Linked DNA regions of Mus musculus: region 2 is linked to region 1. The links are chromatin contacts, called in public HiChIP or PLAC-seq maps. All regions are on one chromosome and are shown on one strand. The core of a region is the stretch at or near the end of the contact, and the rest is flanking DNA. Distances in the headings are between cores, read along the strand shown.

Evidence for each region. HiChIP or PLAC-seq counts read pairs in DNA pulled down with a chosen protein or histone mark.
Region 2: a contact with region 1 is called in an H3K4me3 HiChIP or PLAC-seq map of embryonic basal ganglia, with 2.6 times the contacts expected there. The contact joins two enhancer-like sites. A contact is called at or near these places in 1 of 39 promoter capture datasets (cranial neural crest), 3 of 484 Hi-C or Micro-C datasets (embryonic stem cells, neural progenitor cells and uterus), 5 of 115 datasets of contacts at active chromatin or transcription factors (bone marrow-derived dendritic cells, embryonic basal ganglia, embryonic forebrain and 2 more) and 1 of 9 other capture datasets (embryonic stem cells).

Annotation. Positions count from the first base shown.
Region 1 is chr4:131,240,342-131,247,312 of GRCm38.p6, forward strand. No RefSeq gene overlaps it. Among named protein-coding and RNA genes, the nearest start is that of Gm25261, 4.6 kb to the left of the region's middle. Within about 2 kb of position 3,835, at least 56 of the 459 cell types and tissues checked have an H3K27ac peak or open chromatin away from gene starts, as enhancers often do. A contact at or near this core is called in embryonic basal ganglia and embryonic forebrain, where this site is marked.
Region 2 is chr4:131,459,688-131,466,311 of GRCm38.p6, forward strand. All of the region lies in intron 2 of Gm46723 (a long non-coding RNA gene), which reads left to right. Gm35779 (a long non-coding RNA gene) reads right to left here. Exons shown (of 8, transcript XR_390804.2): 6 at 454-693; 7 at 232-334. Among named protein-coding and RNA genes, the nearest start is that of Gm46723, 6.6 kb to the left of the region's middle. Within about 2 kb of position 2,139, at least 19 of the 459 cell types and tissues checked have an H3K27ac peak or open chromatin away from gene starts, as enhancers often do. A contact at or near this core is called in embryonic basal ganglia and embryonic forebrain, where this site is marked.

The sequences.
Region 1 (6,971 bases), core at 2,585-5,084:
TCCATTGTTCGTCTAGGTGACACAGATGCGTGTGAACCATCTTGAGCCTTCTGCCTCCTTCTCAGGGAACACCATGGCTGTGGTCCCACTCACCACCATGCGATCTTGCTGTGCTTTAGCGCAACAAGCATGAAGAAGGACAGGAACATAGTCTCTGTGGTGGGCTCTGCTGTGAACCCACTGGGTTTCTATGATGTCATTCTACCTGTGCAGGTGTGGCATCAACTGTCCAGCCAGCTGTGTTTCTGCTGCTTTTTTCTGGACACACATCAGAACTACACTTCCCAGGTACCCCTGCAGCAGTTGGGATCAGGTGACTATACTCCAGCCAATAGCGTGAGAGCAGAAGTGAGGCGCCAGCCTGCTTCAGGCTTGAGGACTTTTCTTGCGCACCTTACCTTTTGCCAGCCTGATGCCAGACAATGTAACCAGAACTCCATGTCTTACAAGGGAACTGTTCCCCATATAGCAGCCTGCAATGTCAAAGAACAGAAAGAAGGTAACAGAACAGTCTGGCAGGATGGGAAGCGCGTGCCCATTGCCCTTCGGAGGTTTCCGCCTTAAGGGCCTGACTCAGACCCAACCCGGTTTCTTTCTATCTTGTGGCACCATCCAACCAAGAACCCACTTTGTAGTTTGCGTCATGGAAATCACTGCATGTGGCAGGCGTGACTCAAGGCAGCTTGGTGTAGTCCGTCATCCTCCATGCGTTAAACATGGCTGCCCTTCTAACCCCCATGACTGGACTGTGTGTGACCTTAAAGAACTATCCCTGGTTTTCCAGAGCAGTGACAGAGTCAGGGTACAAGCTGAGGGTTTCTGAACCCCGATCCCCAAACAGGCACAGCCGGAAGATTCTTGGAGTCCTACAGTCTAGGATGGTCCTGGTTTGTTCCAGATGCGGAAGAACAGTAAGGAGTGTGCAGGCTAGAGTGGGGCAGGCTGGGGTTGAGGTTCTTTGGAGAGCGCGTGGATTCCTTCTGCAGCAGTTTCCTCCTGTGTCCAAGGCAACTGGTACAGGAGGGTCAAACTGTGGTCAGAGTCTTAGGATCAAAGCCTAAGAGTGGAACAGCCTCCAAAGGCTGAGCTCAACCACGTGTCCCAAGTCCAACCAAAGGGAACAGTGGTGAGAAGTAGGGGTGATTTCAACCACAAAGGGGTCCTGGGACCTTGTCTCCATCCCTGAGCTACCAAGTGAGCTTTAGGCTTAAATGGAGGACGTGCTGGGTCAAGAGACACATGCAGAATTCTTCAGTCCTGCCCGACACGTGGCCTGGTTGAACTTGTCTAAGTACTGGTCCTTCTAGGTGGCATGAAGAAGCCCTTGTAGCTTGAGGGGACAGCTGGTCACTTTTCAGGAGATGGTTTCTCCTGCTTTAGGGTACAGGCCTGTCATCATGGATAACTGCCCTGCTATGAGAGTGATCTGTCCTGTGAGACTTGGCTGTTCCTAGAATCCAAGGTGATTTCAAGTTTAGGGCTATGATTTATCTCTGTCCTCTCAGCCCTGAAGGGGTCATGTAGACAGACACTCCTTGAACGATTAACTCGCCTGAATAGAGTCAAGCAGGAGTCTGACCCAAAGCAAAGGAGAAAGACAAATGAAGGCAGAGATGCCAGGCTTTTGAACCGTGCCTTATGGGTATAAGCAGGGAGTCTGCTTTTGAGCAAAAGCAGCTTCTTTTTTTTTTTTTTTAGATTTATTTATTTATTTATTATATGTAAGTACACTGTAGCTGTCTTCAGACGCACCAGAAGAGGGCATCAGATCTCATTACAGGTGGTTGTGAGCCACCATGTGGTTGCTGGGATTTGAACTTCGGACCTTCGGAAGAGCAGTCGGGTGCTCTTACCCACTGAGCCATCTCACCAGCCCCCAAAAGCAGCTTCTAAATGTATGTTACGTGTCTACTGTCTGCAGTGGAATTATATTCCAAAGGGCTCCAGCCCTGTGGTGTGGTACTGACTGTGGCCTTCCTGGCTCTCAGGAAGCCTAGGCAATGGCCCAGTTCTGTACCAGGCAAAGAGCCCGACAGACCCAAAAACCTTTCCAGAAGCCGCCTGCTGGGAGTCACCAGGTCCCGATGATTTAATAATGGAGCAAATGAAAGCTAGGTTCCCTAGGGAGATGGCTGAGCTAATCTGAAACAGGGCTGAGGAAGTTGACCTGGTTTGGGCTGGTTATGTGGGGCTGGCCTTCAGGGACTGCTCCTTCAAGGGAGGAGATCAGTAAGGTTTGGAGTGGTTAAGTGGGGGAGGTCTGGGTGTTGCCTGCACTTCCAGGCTAGGCGAGGATGAGGGGGAAGGCTGTCAGAGGTGGGTGGGGCAGCTTTCCTGTCCTTGGGTGTGGTCCCCACGGGAGGTAGCCTAAGTTACTGAAGCTTTGTCTTCCCCAATCTGCCTTCAGATCCTCGGGACCCAGTGGGCATGGTCAGAAGTTTATGTTTGTGGTTAGCATTTTAAACATGGATGCTCTCGCTTTGTTGATTTGCTGGGAATGGGGGAGGGTAGGACAAAGACAGACAAACCAATGTCTCACCTTTCACTCTCTGGATCCAGAGCATGCTGTGCTGGTCATGCTTGCCCATTACAGCTGGTATAGTCCATGGCCGGCCAAACACCTGCAAGACTTGAGGTCCTCTTGCCTTAGGATACAGCCCACCCTGCTCAGGGCCAGTTGAGGGCGGTCATACACTGCACCCCAGGATACTGACAACCTCTCAGTGTTCCCTTTTGCATGGGACACTCATGGTTCTAGGATGTTTTCTACTGACTGGGGTCTATGCCTTTCTGTCCAGCGCTAATGTAAAAAGAAAGCTCTTATCTGTCTACCTGGAGGGATGCTCAAATGTTACTTCCTGCCAGTGTCTCCTCTGGCCCCATCCTGAAGCTCACAGCCTGGACCTGAGCATCCCCAAGGCAAGTTCATCCACTATTAAACTATCATAATTGGGTGTGGGGGCAAGTGCTGTAGCGTGTCCTGTGGTGCTCAGAGGACGACTTGTAGAGTCAGCTCTCTCCTTCCACCTTAAGGTGGGGTCCAAAGATGAAACTCAGGTTGCCAGGTTTGCATAGCAAGTGCCTTTGCCTGATGAGCCATTTCACCAGCTCCTTCCTGGTGTCCTTGGTTTTCATCCCAGAGAAACCCTCTCTGTCCCTACAGCACACAATGATCACTGTCCATGCCGGCCGGCCTCAGGAGAGTCCTAATGATGTCACCCTGCATGGCTCCCTCCCTAACACCGTTCCTCCCATGATGGCCTTGATTACATCCGGTATCTATCTCTTTCTTCCTCCCAGCCCAGCACACTGGCTCCTGGTGACTGAGACCTATTTGTCATTAGCTGTTTCTCCAGGTCTGCACATAGCAGGGCTCAGTGAGACTCTTTGGAGTGAATGAGGGTGAAGGCAGATGCTTCCAGCATCCCAAACTCTTTCCTTAGAATGTTCTGGACTTGTTTTCTGCCCCCGGGTACCATCACTTCCTGTCCTCTGTTCAGGAGGCTTTCTCCACAGCAGAAGACCAGAGGCAGCTGCCCTCCCCCCAGCCCTCCCTCCCTCCCTCCCAGTGACATTTTCTGGCTCCTTCCTGAGCTCCTAATAACAGCCACATTTTAGAGGTTGGAGGAGACTAGACAACTGGGTAAATCGCAGTTTTTTAAAAATGGGCCAAACATGGATTTACACAATAGCCTGTGACAAACGTGTCTTCAGGGGACGAGCTGGCAGCAAACATCCATTTTTCCAAAGGGCGTCACAGCCCTGGGAGAAATAATGAGGCCTGTTTAAGAGTCTGATCACTCCCCAGTGCTGACAGGCTGGGGAGCGAGAACTGCCTGCCTGTGCTTCTGTGCGCCCTGCAGTTCTATTCTTGGGCCCAGATAAGCATCCTGCTCCCAGGGGTGGCCTGGCTTGTCCAGCTTCTCTCCTCCTGCCTCCTGCCTCCCTCCTGCCCATACATTAGCTTAGGGAGTGTAGGGGACTAGAAGCTCCTGGGAGCCTAAGGCCCCAGGCGTTCCAGATAACCAACGAACCCTTTTGTTTTCCTGCCCCTGTGCTGGAGCCTGTAGCAGAGGGCCAGTGGAGCTACTAGCCATTACTTTGAGTCTTTGTGCACATCTAGGGTTTTTTTTTTTTTTTTTTTTTTTTTTTAGTTCCTTTCTTCTCTCCACCTGACTCTGGGTCCATTTTCTCTGCCTCTGTCATGGACTAGAAGAGAATGTGAGCCCTGTGCAGGCACCCGAGTATCCATCCTCCTGAGATGGTTTATCCCATTGTCAAATTGGCTAGCTTAGGAGTCACACCTCCACCCCACTTCCACCCGTATCTATGAGGGCATTTCCAGAGAGGTTAATTAAGGAGAGACGACTTATTCTGAAGTTGAGCTACAGCATCCTGTGGGGTGGGGTCCTACAGTGAATAAAAAAAAAATGTGGAGCCTGAGAAAGAGAGGTGCATTGTGGGCCAAAGACACTAACACCGGCTCCCTTGAGGAAGCCCAGTTGTTTGAATGACAAACTGGAAGAACAGGACATCCAGGAGGGAGGGACAGCCACAGTTCACTGGGCTCAGACCTGCAGCCTTTAGGTTGGAATTCTCCAGAAGGTTGTCCAGGTATTCTGGGGCAGCCCTCTCTGCCTCAGGCAGATCTGCCTTCAGGGACAAGGGAGGACGGCTCCTTGATAGGAGTGGGGAATGGGAAGGAGCAGAAGTGCCTGGGGCTCCTGCTCACTAGGTTTTGAGGCCCAGGTAAGCTGGAGGCACATCTGCAATGAGGGGACCAGGACTTCCCTTGCAGCCCTGATAAAGTCATTAGACTACAGCCCACTCAGGGATCAACCCTGCTGGCCACCAGTCATCAGCCCAGGACTGTAGGGCCATGCCTGAGAGTCTCCTGTTGAATAGGATTCTGGGAAAGAAAAGCTCTTCTCTCTTCTATGACCCCCACAAAGGTCGCCATCAGTTCAGTGTTGGGACCCCAGGATGATTGGGAGAGTCAAATGTCCACCTCGATGGAGCCACACCCCATCTCTACTACTACTACGTAGCTCAGCTCCTACACATGGATTTCTGGCTGTGAAGAGGGTGTTTCCAACAACTGAGGAGAGTTGGAGACTTGGGATCTCAGTGGACTGTCATTGCCCCACCCCGTCAACACTCCTTCCCATGCAGTAGGGACGGACCACGGACACTTCAGTAGGCTCCTACTCTGGTGAGCTGCACCTGGCTGATGGGAAAGGTGTCTTGTACTGAGTTGATGAGGAAGGGGTGCGTCTTGCTGGCTGTGGCAGCAGGGCTGGCATCCTTCTGTATGGAAAGCTCCAAGAAAGATAAGAAAGGCTCGTCAACCTCTCCCCTGTCAGCAGCCCACAGGAAACACCACAGACTCACACTCCACTCAAACACTCCCTCTTTATCTCAATGAAGACCCTGGTTTCATGTCTCTTTTTCTTCCATTTCTCTTGACCCTGCTATTGCTGGCATACAGAATACCAGTGTGAGAATACGGGTGAGCAGGAAACACATCGTTCTTAAAAGGTTTGGTGAAGCTTCATTGTGCCTCTTAGGGCCTCGATTGTGATGAAGAAGGCGGGAGGCAACAGGACCTTGCTGAGCTGGAGGAGGAATGAACGAGGTGGGCAGAGCTAGTGAAGGGCACTGGCTAGGGGAGGTCCTCTGGGTCTTCAGACTCGGGTAGGGACAGGAAAGGGTGGTGACAAAAACTCAGACAGATCTGCCGTTAGGCTAAGAGCTGGCACTGTGAAGGGGCTCTGCCTGGGCTCTGTCATACACTTGACCCCATGGGTGACATTCCACAGGGCTAGAGAGGACAACTTGACCAGACTGTAGCCCCCTATAGACCTTATGCTGGGATCCAATAGCTTTGTAGCTCTGAGCTGCCTTTTAGAGCCACTTGACCCTTCCAGCTAGGTCTGAAGAGACCTGAGGGCAGATGCTTTCCTCAGTACCTGCAACTCAGGCCAGGGCGTCACTGAGGGGCAGTGTTTGCAGTGAAGTCACTGAGCCCACCTGCCACATGGAGTATTGTGTTACCTGAAATCAAGTCTCTGTCTCTCTGCCTCTGTCTCTCTCTCCCTCCCTCCCTTCCTCTCTCCCACCACTTTTTCTCCTGCCCTCCCTCTCCTAAAAGTGCATGCATTTGGCTCCTACTTGGCCCCAGCATAGAGACCACTCAGAGAGACCCAGTGGCTCTCCCAAGGGCTCACAACAATGTCATGATCACAATCCCTGTACTTAAGCTTCAGTTAGCTGGGTATACTGAGCCCAGGTGGCCTTAGTTAGGGAGACCAAGGTGGGAGTAAGGGTCTTTCCATCCCACTGGCTCAAGTGCAGTTACTACAGTGGCTAGCTCAGAGGTTCCACTCCCGTGGGGAGTCTCCTCTGGTCACTTCCCTCCTGGGAGAACCTTCCCCTTCCCCCAGGCTCCCCTCCATCCCTCCCTTGCTCTCTGGAAGTACCCTGCACCAGGATGGTCTTGGGAAGGGGAAGGCTGAGGTGCTCTGAACATGCTCAGGCCCTGCTTCAGGGTCAGGGACTTGGGTTCATCTGTGGAACAGAACACGGAGCCCCTGTTGCCAGCGAGTTCTTTAGTTGGGTGTAAGTGTGTGGCTTCCGTTATAAATGGTGCTCACTTTGTTCCTGCTGCAGACCCCTTGGCAGGAGGCTTCCAGGGAAGTCTGGCAGCCTCAGCAGCACGAGAAGGAACCCTGCAGGGTAGGTCCCAGCCCACATTCAGACCCAGACCCCTGATATGAACCCTGGCTTTCCCAGTATTGCTATCTGACAATGACCCTAACATACCTGCCACAAGGTCAACTGATGGGGCGTAGGTGTTTTCCTGTCCCATACATACCTCATGATTGTGAGCTGCAGTGTGGCAGGCAGCTTCTGGGGACTCTGGGAGTCCAGTACTGTTTTCCAGATCTCTCCTGGAGAGCCAGGCTGGTGCG
Region 2 (6,624 bases), core at 889-3,388, 220 kb after region 1:
GCAGAGAAGAGCAGCAGCCTCCATGCTGTGACAGGTGGGAAACTGAGGCACACAGGGCCACACAGCTCTTAATAGAAGAGCTGAAGCTGGGGAGTGTGTGTGTGTGTGTGTGTGCGTGTGCACATGAGCTCATACATGTAGGACATGTAGAGCATGTGCATATATAGACATGTGTGTCCATGGATGTTTGTACATTCATATATGTGGGGGCATAGGTGTGGGGGAACTTACATACACGTGCAGACCTGAATATGTGTGCGCATCCATGACTGCCCTGTGCTGAGCCCTGGTGAAAGGGCCCAGTCACATGACTCCTTCGGGCCAGCTGGTGAGGCTGTGGGAAGAGAGGAAGGGAGCAAGCACAAAGTTTATCTTTCTTTATTTAGTTTGTAGATTATGGAAGGAAATTAAATTTGAGATGTTTGCAGGGAGGTAATTTTCCCAGTCACTCACCGTGCTCACAGATCCCACAACCTGACTGCTTCTAATTGCATTAATTGGATGGTGGGGTGGGGGGTGGGGGTAGGTGCTTCTTTGCTCTGGGAAGATCAGGCGCAGAGGAGTGCAGGCAGCTGATGTTCAGGGACTCTCCCAAGGGGGTTCCAGCCCAGGGTTGGGAAGGAGGGGGCGGTGGGGCTTGTCACAAGTTTGATATCTTGTGTCTCTGCAAGAGGCGGCCAAGAGAGGGCATTCCTATATGGAGGTGGAGGAAGGGACAGACAAGCTCTTGGTCACTTCTCAGAGCTGCTGGGGTCAAGAGGAGGGTCACATGGTTGCTTGGGTGCCCCGGGGGAATAGCTACAGTCAGAAAGAGATGGGTTAGAGACTGGAGTCTTGGAGGCCTGGTTCTCAGCTGGAGAGCCTGGTGGTTATCACCTTGCTCCACTGCCCTGTGCTGTCCCTCCCTCCCCAGAGGCCTGTTACAGAACCTGTGGCCCCAGATGCCCACTTCTTCCTGGTCCTAACTATCAATCTATGTGGCCTGTACAGTGCTTTCCAGGCCTGTTCACTCTGGAGAACAAACTTGGACTCAGTCCTGCTGACAGGGAATGAGTCAAAAGGGGGGTGGGGGCTGGGAGCTAGTGATATGGCTCAGCTGGTAGAGGACTAGCCCAGTAGGCACAGAGCTCTGGTTAGATCCCCAGAAAAACGTACAACCTGAGATGGGGCATGGCGGTACATGCCTGTGATCCTAGCATTTGGGAAGGTCAAGGTCATCCTTGGCTACATAGGGAGTTAAAAGGCAGCCTGGGCTACAGGGGACACTGTTTCAAAGAAAGGGAAAAAAAGAGAGATGGAAGGAAAGAAAGAAGGGAGGGAGGGAGGGAGAGAAAGAAGGAGGGAGAGAGGAAGGGAAGGGCAGAGGGGAGAGAGGGAGGGATGGAGGAAGGGAGGGAGGGAGGGAGGGAGGGAAGGAAGGAAGTATGGCTTCTGGGGACCCTCACATACAATATGGCCAACTTCTGGCCTTCTTCAGCACTCAGTTTCATGGCACCGCCAAGGGGACAAGCACTCTAATTTACTGATCAAGATCAGGGCTTCTCATCTCTCCTTTCCATTTATAGCTTTTAAGATAATAGCAAGCATTTATTGGGTACTTACTGTATACTAGACACTTTTGTAAGGATGGCAGTCTATTAATAAACAATTAGTTCTTGGCAGTTGTCTAGGATCTCCGTTTAATAGACAGGAACTAAGAGCATAGAAAGTTATTTCACTTGCCACAGGCCTGCAGCCAGCTGTGACTGGGAGATGAGACCAGCCCCAGGGCTCTGCCTATCCCTTAGCAGGCTCTTACAGTGGAAGCTCACCTAAGCTTCCAGGGGTCATTGATTCGATTGGATGCTCTGCGGAATGCCTGCCTCTTCCATCAGACTGTGAATCCCAGGGAGGCAGGACCTCATGTGTCTTCTTCCATGGTGGCTTCCCCAGCCCCCAGTGCTATATGTAACAAAAACAAGGGCCTGGGATCCTCGCCTTCCAGGGGAAAGCTGACCATGCCCCCAGCTCCCCAGCCTCCCAGGTACCATCCCCTTTCCAGCTCACTCTCTCTTTTCCTCCCCACCCCCTCTACCCCTCTCCTGACACCTTTCTCCTCCCAGCCCCCTGACCCTCTGGTGTCTCTCTCTCCATTGCCTCCACTCCCTGCTAATTAAATGGCCGTGTACATAGTTCCATTTGCATTTGCTTAGAGGCCTCAGTGCCTTGGGCTGCATGTTCATTAAGCGGCTCTTGTGTAGAGGGTGTAATGAACCGATTTCATTACAACTGTCAAGTCTGCCCAGCCTGGGGCCCATTAAGCATTCGCTGAGAAGAGAGAGCCTCACTCTGTTCCTTCGGCTTGGAGTTCTGGAGCAGGCTAGGCTGGTTTGGAGTGAGGGAAGTCTCGCTTGCACGCCATAGCTCTACTTGGGATGCAGGGGAGGAAGCCATGCTGGACATGGCTGGACACGGCGGGCCCCAGGTTTTAGCTGGATCAGAAATCCCAGCGGCTGAGCCAGGGTCCTGTAGTCCCCAGAATGGTTTTTGCACGGGGTTCCACATTCATCCTGTCCAGATTCCGGTCTGCAGAAGGGAGAACCGGCCTGCTACAGGAGGACTACATTTCTCTCATGTAGGATCACATGACCGGGGATAGGGGACTGGAGCTTGAATTCAGCTCAGCTCCTCAAGAACCTTGAGGCCCCAACAGATGTGGGCCACGTGGTGGGAACCCCCCCCTCTCCCCAGAGATTCCCACATGGGCATGGAGACTTTGGGGATGTGGAGCTTGGAACAGGATCTATATACCAAGACCCTCTCTTCCTGCAATGTCCCTTAGCATCCACCTCCCACCCACTCACCACCCACTCCCTCACTCAGGCATTCAACATTTTAAATCATTGTCATTATCCCCTGTGATATTGGCTTCCTTCCAGAGATGATTAGAATTTAATTCAGCTCAGGCCCACTCTCCTTTAGCCTCATGATATGGACATAAGATTGGAAGTGGGACTCTCACACTGGGAAGATCCAAAGAGGAAGGATGGGAGAACTTGTGTGAGTGGAGTAGTGAGTGTCCTTGAAGATGCCTGTCTGCAGGTATACATGTTTGCCATAGGTATGAACACACACACGTGTGTGTGTGTGTGTGTGTGTGCATAAGGTTGGTGCTTGAGCATATACATCTGCAAGTACGTGTATTTGCCATAGATGTGCACACACACATGCACATGTATGTACATAAGGCTGGAATGCATACATGTATGCGCGTGGTTTGCCATAGATATGAATGTGCTGGTGCACACACCTGTGTGTGTAAGGCACATACATGCTTAACAAGAGAGCAGCTGGTGGGGACAACAAGGGTAGCACCTTACCAGGTATGGAAAATAGAAAGTAGAGTCTATGGCAGATGCCAGGACAAGAAGGTCAGACATTATTACTTTGCTGTTGGCAATAGGGCCTGGGAAAAGGATGGGACCCTGTGAAGAGGAATGTCCTAAGCTGAAGTCAATGACACAGAAGCCACATTAGCCCCAAATGAGAAGCAAGTCAACTTTTTAAAAGCTAAGTTACGGGGGTGTTCCCCCTTCAAAGTTCTCCAAGTGACTTTGAATTGAGTCTTTTCCTGCTCACAGGTCTCAGGAATCTACAGACTATGCTGAGAGTCTCCTGGAGCCAGGTGGGGGCTGGTTATGTGAGCCAGCCTCTTCTGTCCTGGAGATGGCCAATGCTTTAGGCTCTTGCCTCAGGGTACCAAGGCCAGGACATCTGCCTTCAGGCTCTCTCTGAGGTGATGTAACCAGGACATGATCTGCCTGGTGTCTCTTGAACGCTGGCCATCTGCCTCTAAGTAGTGAACTTCTTCATGCAACACCAACTCAGACTCAGGATGGCCAGGATGCAGTGAGCTTGCTTCATACAAAATCTCACTGGGGCCTCCCAGGGAAGGCCAAGGGACAAAAAGAAACTTCCCCCAGTGACCACTTAGGCAATGGCTGTGACACACTGGAAATTCCAAAGAATTCACTGTCTTAGTTCTCTTTCTAGTACTGTGATAAAGCATGGTGACTGAGGGCAACATGGGGAGGAAAGGTTTGGAATTTGGGGGGAGATGTTTTTTGGTTTGGTTTGTGGTTGTCTTGTTTCTTTTCTTTTCTTTTCTTTTTTCTTTCTCTTTCTCTCTCTCTCTCTCTCTCTCTCTCTCTCTCTCTCTCTCTCTCTCTTTCTTTCTTTCTTTCTTCCTTTCTTCCTTCCTTTTTTTTGGATGATGTGTTGGATCAGAGTTCATTATAAAGGAAAAGCCAGGGCAGGAACTCAGGCAGGAACCACGAGGCAGGAACCGAAGCAGAGGCCACTGAGGAATGTTGCTTACTGGCTTGCTTCTCAGAGCTTGCTCAACCTTTCTTACACCACCCAGGACCACCTGCCCAGAAGTGGTACCACCCATAGTGGCTTGGGTCCTTTCACATCCATCATTAATACAAAAATCTGACTCACAGATTTGCTCACAGGCAATCTGATGGAGACATTTTCCCAGTAGAGGTTACCTCCAGGTTTGTGTTAAGTTGACAAAAACAGACAAACAAATAAACAAACGTAAGCAGCACACCCACCTCCCAGTGTCCTTGAGTAGCCATAGGCCTCCATGTATAGAGAGGAGAGCAAAGAAAATATTGTCATAGGTACTGGTGAAAACCTACTTCATCTGAGGCAAGGACTCAAGATAAAAACAAAAAATTGGGGCTGGGGGATCGCTCAATTGGTAAGTCAGTCACTGTGCTGTTCCTGTGAAGAGACACCATGACCAAGGCAACTCCTATGTAGGATAGCATTTAATTGGGGCTGATTTACAGTTTCAGAGGTACAGTATTGGCATAGCAGGAAGAATGGTAGAATGCAGACAGATGTAGTATTGAAGGAGAAGCTGAGAGTTCTACACCTAGATCCACAGGCAGCAGGGAGAGAGAGAGAGAGAGAGAGAGAGAGAGAGAGACTGAGAGACTGAGAGACTGGGTCTGGCATGGGCTTTTGAAACCTCAAAGCCTACCCTTGGTGACACTGTGTTCTCCAACAAAACCACACCTACCCAACAAGGCCTTACCTCCTAATCATTTCAGTAGTACCACTCTCTAAGCATTCAAATACATGAGCCTATGGAGGTCATTCTTATTCAAACCACCATACTCCATTCCAGCCCCTGCTCCCATAGACTTCTAACCATACCATAATGCAAAATTACATTCAGTTCGACTTCAAAAGTTCCATAGTCTAGCACAACAGTATCAGCACTGTTTAAAAGTTCAAAGTCTCTTCTGAGACTCTTAACTGTAACCTCCTTTAAAATCAAAATTGAAAACAGGTCACATACTTCCAGCATGAGGTGCCACAGAATATACATTATCATTATAAAATGGAGGGAAGGGAGTGTGGTGAGGAAATACTGGGCCAAAGCAAGATTGAAAACAAGCTGGGCAAACTCCAAAATCTGCATCTCATGTCTGATGTTAAAGCACTCTTCAGATCTCCAACTACTTTCAGCTTTGTTGATTACAACACTTCTCTCTCTCTCCCTCTCTCTCGTTCTACTCCAGGTTAGCAGCTTTCCTTAGCAGGTATCCCATGACTCTGGGGTCTCCAACATCTTGGAGTCTATAATAAAATCCAGAATTTCACAATTTCAAGCAATGGCCTCTCTGGGCCTCCATACAGGGCCACCCCTGAGACACACCTGGCATCAGTGTTTTTCCTGAGCTGAGGAGGGAGAATCCACGACTCTTTTCTTATACCCTTGACTCTAAAACCAAAAATGTGTGGCTGGAGCTGCCAAGTTCTGCTGCTTGTTGGGGCTGAAACTTGGGCCCCTTGTTCAAATACATTTTCATCGGTTTTCTTTTTTCCATGGTTTCACTGCTTAAGCCTTTCTTTAATTGTCTTTAACTCCTTACCACACACTGGAAGCTTAGCTGGGTGGGATCTTGCCCTAAGGTCACCCACTCCCTTTTTTTTTTCCATTTAGTGTTAGGTTTTTCTTTAACCTTTTTTTCTTTTTATCTCCTTGAGCATTGGACTTCACTTCATTACATACATGGTGCTCCTTCTCTTCTAAAACCACACACTCTGTAGTTTTCCTTGCTCAGCTTGCTCCTTTTCATTATAGATCTGTGTAAGAGTAGCCACTAATAAACACGGGACACAGTCAATACTAAGCTGTCTTGAAATCTCCTCTGCCAATGCCATTAATTCAAAAACTCTTTCATTTAGCTTCAGTCAGATATTTTGGACACAGGCAGCAAGTAGCTACAATCTTCACCAAAATATCACAAGAATGGCCTCTAGGCTACCTACTGATATTCTTCCCCTCTGAAACATCTTGAGCTGGGCTCCTACAGTTCAAATCACCCCCATCACTGTCTTCCATGTTCCTACTCGCATGGCCCATTAAGCTCCACTTAAAGCACTCACTGCTTCCGTAATCCAAAACCCCACAGTCCACCAAAAAGTACTCTGGTCACGCCTGTCACAGCAATACCACACTCCCTGGAACCAACTTCTGTCTTAGTATTCTATTGCTGTGAAGAGACACCATGACCAAGGCAACTCTTATGATAAAAGAAAGCATCTATTTGGAGCTTGCTTACA